Regions from separate parts of the Sus scrofa genome. Here region 1 is linked to region 2. The links are chromatin contacts, called in public HiChIP or PLAC-seq maps. All regions are on one chromosome and are shown on one strand. The core of a region is the stretch at or near the end of the contact, and the rest is flanking DNA. Distances in the headings are between cores, read along the strand shown.

Region 1 (2,700 bases), core at 146-2,645, 470 kb after region 2:
AGATCATAATAAAGTAGCTGCAAGAATACAGTAAGTTATAATTCACTTAATCTGCTTGATAGCCCTGAGGGACAGACTTCATTTTTCACCCACCCGCTGGCCGGGAAGCTGAGGCCCAGAGAGAAGTAACTTGCTCACAGTGTCACAGCTAGGCCTGCTGCACCCAGAGTCCCAGACTGCCCCCTCCAGTGCTCTTTGCACATGGCCCCCACCCTTGAGATCTAGGCACTGCTGAGGCCAAGGGACAACCACACTTCATGAGTGGCATGTGGGTAGAGGGTAGTGCCACTGAGTCCTGCTGAACTAAAATGAATGGGCCTGGCATTCTGACCCAAGGCAACAGAAGCAGAGACTGCAGAGGCAGCAAGTAGCCTTGGAGAGATGGGATGGGGGAGGGAAAAGGGAAAGATGACTTGGCAGGGCCCAGGGGCACAGATGCCACCCTGGGAGGGGCACCAGCAGCTCCCTTCTCCAGACAGGGGCAGCCTGGCTCCAAAGCCTAGGTTTGGTCAGCAGTGGAATGTTGAAATCTGTTCCCCAGGGCTGGCTCTCCTGGCTTCTCATCAGGGGATATCCCACTGGCCCTGGCTGAGAACTAGGGCGATTGGCCCTCCCTGACCACAAGCCTCTTAGTTGGGGGACGGGAGGAGGTTTTGACCTAGCCCTCTTTGTAGGAGCTTAAGGCAAAGCAGCAGGCCCAGGTGCTGGAAAGGTAAAGTGGCAGGGGAGTGGATCCAACCATGGAGGCTCTCCTCCCTATGAGCAAAACCAGGGGTGGGGCCCTGTGCACCCCCCACATCCCAGAGTAGCAAGGGGGCTGGTAGGGATAGGAGGCCACCTGCACCAAGCGTGGCCGTGGGGGTCCTCAAGGACCCTGTCTCTGTCAGGTCTTAGGAAGACCCCGGAAGACTACCCCTCCCCGCCCAGTACCGCAGTGGCTGAGACCCGCCCCCTGCAATCCAGGCCTCAACGCAGTTCCTTCGGGTGGTCCTGGGGGTGGGTGTGGAGGTGGGAGTGGGAGGAAAGAGTGGGGAGACGGTCCCAAGTCCTTGTGGCAGAGCGCGGTCTCCCCCTAGTAAGGGCCTGAGCCCCCTTCTCCTGGCATCCCCAGCACAGGGCCCAGAACCCACCCAGCGCTCACCCAGAAGACGATGTTGAAGCCAAACAGGAAGTATTTCCCGCAGCAGCCGACCTCGGGTTCCTGGAAGTGCTGGTGCTTGCCGGGCATGGTGAGAGGCCGCCCGCCGGCCCGGGAACCGGAGCCGGGGGCTAGGCCCAGCCCTCCGCGGGCCGCCCTGGGCTAGAGCCGCCCGGGGCCTAGCCCGGCGGCTGCGGCTTCATGGCCTCTGCCGCACAGAGCGCCGGTCGGGCCCCGCCCTCCCAGCAGGGACCGCCCCTCAGGGACCGCCCCCGGCACCCGGACCGCCCCTCACTAGGTTCCCCCCAGAGCCCTGACTCTAGGCCTGCCTCCGCCTCCGCCCCCAGCCCTACTCTGCCACCCTCCACTTGGAGCCCCGCCCCTGGACCTCTCTCCAGGCCCGCTCCTGTAAGGCACCACCCCAGGCCCAGACCCTCCCCCACGACTCAGACCCCTCGGAGCTCCGCCTCTAGGCCTGACTCCGCCCCTTTGGCCGGCCGCTGCTGCGGACTCCCGCTTCAGACCCACCTGAGACACCTGCTGAGGGCGCCGCAAGCCGCAAGCTGGAAAGAGCCTCAATTCCTCCCACCTCAGTTCCTCCCATATCGCAGAGTTCGGTACCAGGGCCACCCCAATCCCCGGCTTTGCTGTCAATGCCCAACCCTGGAGAGGAGTAACCACTGCTCTCCTGAGCGAGTGGAGGATGGTAAAGGATGGCTATGTTGACGGTGTTTTTAGCACACATGCAGGATGTTTTATTACAGTGGAGTCGAATCACAAGCGCTTCTCATTGGACGAAATTCAGTTCTACTTCTTCTGGTTCAAACTCAGAAGTGATGACACCTGGGTCCTGTGAAGACTACACCTGTTGTTCCCCGCTGCTTCGGTTTTGCCAAGGGCATACACTGCATCTCCTGGGTCAAACCCCTTTGGTGGTTGACACCCACCCCCATTCCGCGTCTAACCCCTCTCCTCTGTACCAGCTTAGGCCCTACTCAGGCTGCTTGGTACCCAAGTTTTTCACAGGAGCCCTCTCAAGGCAGGACTGGAACAGATCAAGGTTTGGGGAAATCTTAATTTCAGAGCCCTCAAAATAATTTATTTTGTTTAAAAGTATTTATTTAGAATAGGTACAGAAAGGGGCTTAAGCTCCATCACCTTTCAGTTAATCCATGTCTAGTAGAAGGCCTGACCACCACGGCCTCCTCTCCTGGGTCAGGCCTTCATCCACCCCCACCCCCCATAAACTAGGAACCCATACTCAGCTGGCTGCTGGAAGGTGTGGGACACAGGGTGGGCTCCAAGGCTGCAAATCTCATGGAAGCAACCATGAAAGTTTTGAAAAAGCAGAATGATCACTCAAGAGACTCCCGTCCCTGAGCACTAGCTCTCAGGGTGTCAGTGAGCTCCCTCCCCCAAAATGGAAGAGTCTGGCCCTCAGGCCACCTGGCCTGCTTCCCCCAGGTAGGGGCACCAAGGAAGCTCTGGATCCTAGGATTTGCTCCTGTTATCTTTCCACCTGCAGATGAGCCCCCCACCCCGTGACTCACTTCACCCCAGTT
Region 2 (2,700 bases), core at 6-2,505:
CATTCTTGCTGCACTTCATGGGCGGAAAAAGTTCCCCAGCTGACGATGGAAAAATGGCTTCGGGTGAGCCTCCGCAAACTCCATCTTCCCGGAGCTGGGGAGATCTTGCCACATGGAAACAGCCCGTCCCTTTTCCCTGCACTGCAGATTGGTGGACAATTGGGCTGATCTAAAATTAAAATCCCTTTGGCAGTAGAAATTTCCAAATCTCAAAGTAGAATCGTCCTCCCCTCCCCCGTTGGGGGTCCAACGGCAGGATCTCCCGAAGGGAGGGGGGCTGTAGGGATCGAGTGGGGGCTCCCGGAGGCTACACAAAAAGGTTATTACCCCCCCATCCTTCCTGACTCGCTCGGGCGCAGCGGTCACAATAGCGCTGCACCCTGCGCCCCAGCCGGCGCCGGAGCCTTTGCAGCGGCCGTGCTGAGGCCGTAGGCAAGTCGGCCGAAGCGGGTGCACAACGAAGCTCGCCTTCCTAACGGCAGGCCTGCTCGGTGCACGGCTGCAGGGCCCAGAGGTCGGAACGCGGCAGGGGGAGAAACGGAGGCAGCGGGTGAAGCCGAGTCAGGGCAGCAGCAGCTGCTACAGCTTGACAAACATGGCTGCTGCCGACGCCGCCGCCGCCTGCCCGGGCCGCGCTCCTTCCCGCAGGGCCGGCAGCACCTCCTGGCCGAGCCGATCGCACTCATCAATATTCAGCAGCAAGCAAAGTTTGCTGCAGGAGAGCAGCCGGCCCCGTGCCCCCAAGCCGGCTACCTGAGGGGAGGCGCAGGCCGAGGTGCGCGCGGGAGGCCGGTGGGGCACAGGCCGCGCGGGGAGGAAGTTCGCGGCGGCCCGGCCGGCTAGGCCTGAGCCCCGCTGGTAGTGATGGAGGGGGAGGGGGCCTGCGGCCGCAATGCCGCCGGCCACCAACCCTGAGCCGCACCCGGCCCTCCCCCGCGCCCCTCACCTCACGGCCACCACCATCTTCCCCGCCCGGCCGCCTCCTCCCTCCTGCTCGCGCCTGCCCGCCACCCACCCCAGCGCACTAGTTACCGTGCCCCGCGCCCCCTCCCGGGCCGGCTGGGGGGAGGGGGTGACCCTCATTACACTGGGGCGCAAGCGGAGCGGTGGGGAGAGCGCGGAGCCGCTCGCCGCACCCCCCTCCCCCCCGCGTCTCTCTTCAGGGTAGAAAGCAGCTAGCGCGACCTGCCCCGGCCTATTCCGCCGCCGCCTCCTCCTCCTCACACCCCCACCGCGCGCGCCCCCGCGGCGGCGCGTGCGACCGAGCGCCTCGCGCCGGCCCGCGTGCGGCTGGGGCCCCGAGTGCGCGCGCACCCCTTCCCCCACGGCGCGCGCTCCCTCGCCTCACTCTTCGGGGTTCAGGGCGGGTGAAGTCGGGCTCGCGAGCGCGTCGCCCAATCAGCGGAGCCGCCGCTGCCGCCCCCTCCCCTCCCCTGCGCGCCCGCTTGCGGCCCGGGCCTACGGGCCGGCCCGGCTGTCCGGGCGGGGCCTGAGGCGGGTTCCCCAGAGGCCTCGCGCGCCTCCCCAGAGTGTCCGGGCCTGCGGGCGTCGTGGGTGGCACTCCAGTGCCCTCACCTACCTCGGGGCGCTGCGCGGGCCCCGGGCTGCATACAACTCTAGCACCCTACCGGTCTCGAGCCCAGCCCCGGCGGCACCTGGCCGGGCTGGGGCCTGTCTGACCGCCCCGCCAGACCCGCTCGGGCCCGCGTCAGTCCCGGCCTCCATCTTAGGTTACAGCCCGGGTTCCCCATCCACTGGGCACCTGCCCTCAGCCCGCTCGGCTCGGCCCGAGGCCAAAGCAACCCCCCCTCCTGCCGCAGGGCTCACCTGGGGGGTTGGGATGGGGTCTTCGAGGCCTCAAACCCCGAACAGGCGCGGCCGCAGGTGAACCCCCTGCCCGGCCGCACCCCAAGCCCACACCACCACCACCACAGACCAAGCTGAGCAGGAAACAAAATGGAGGCAGTAGCTCGGGTCTGCCTCCCCGAGCCAAGCCTGTACAGCCCCAGGGCTCCCTCCTGCCGCAGGCCCGACGCCCGCGAGGCAGGGGGCTGGCTCGTCTGGGGCTCCAAAGGCAGCCGCCCTAGAGCTGCGCAGACAGGCCGGGGACTCGGCCCTGCGGTCCCCACGGCCCCTCACCCACCACTCCTTCCCTTCCCCCTCCTCCCCATTCCTCTCCCTCCCCCTGCCCGGCCGTGCGGGGTGAGCGGCTCCCGGGAGCCGGGTCGGGTCGGGTTACCCGCCCGGGCACTGCCCGCCCGGCCGTGGCCTCGGCGGGGGAATGAGGCCGGGCGACCCCCGCGCTGAGCCCACCCCCCCGCACCCGAGCCGGGCAGCAGCCTGACAGCTCTCCCGCACCTCGGCCTGCCGCCGTACGGCCCCCTCCCAGTGAGGCCAAGTCCCCAGCCTGGGCACCGCCAGCACGAAGCTCCCTCACCACCCCGGGGCCCAGGGGTCCTCGCTGCCTCGGGCGGGGCAAGGGGAGCGCTGGGGGAGGGGTCCACTAATCCCTGCACCGCCTCCGGTGCCTAGTCCCGGTCTAGGCCTGGCACTGGGACCGGGACTCGGTCCGGGGGTGCGAGCCAGCGTGGGTAGGTGCGTGCGCACGGGGCAGAGGACGGAGGCTGGGGGCCCAGAGGGGCCGCGCCTCGCACCGCAGACGCTGCAGTTCTCTGCACCAAGGCAGATGGCCCTCTCGTG

The links. HiChIP or PLAC-seq counts read pairs in DNA pulled down with a chosen protein or histone mark.
Region 1: a contact with region 2 is called in an H3K27ac HiChIP or PLAC-seq map of alveolar macrophages. The contact joins the promoter of TSPAN17 here to the promoter of NSD1 in region 2. A contact is called at or near these places in 2 of 2 datasets of contacts at active chromatin or transcription factors (alveolar macrophages and skeletal muscle).

What each region holds. Positions count from the first base shown.
Region 1 is chr2:81,275,217-81,277,916 of Sscrofa11.1, forward strand. TSPAN17 (tetraspanin-17) reads right to left here and starts at 1,396. Exons shown (of 9, transcript XM_021084419.1): 1 at 1,142-1,396. The coding sequence starts at 1,228. EIF4E1B (eukaryotic translation initiation factor 4E type 1B) reads right to left here. Exons shown (of 7, transcript XM_021084422.1): 7 at 1,870-1,988. The coding sequence ends at 1,946.
Region 2 is chr2:80,807,742-80,810,441 of Sscrofa11.1, forward strand. It overlaps NSD1 (histone-lysine N-methyltransferase, H3 lysine-36 and H4 lysine-20 specific), which reads right to left and starts at 1,256. Exons shown (of 23, transcript XM_003123667.6): 1 at 1,033-1,256.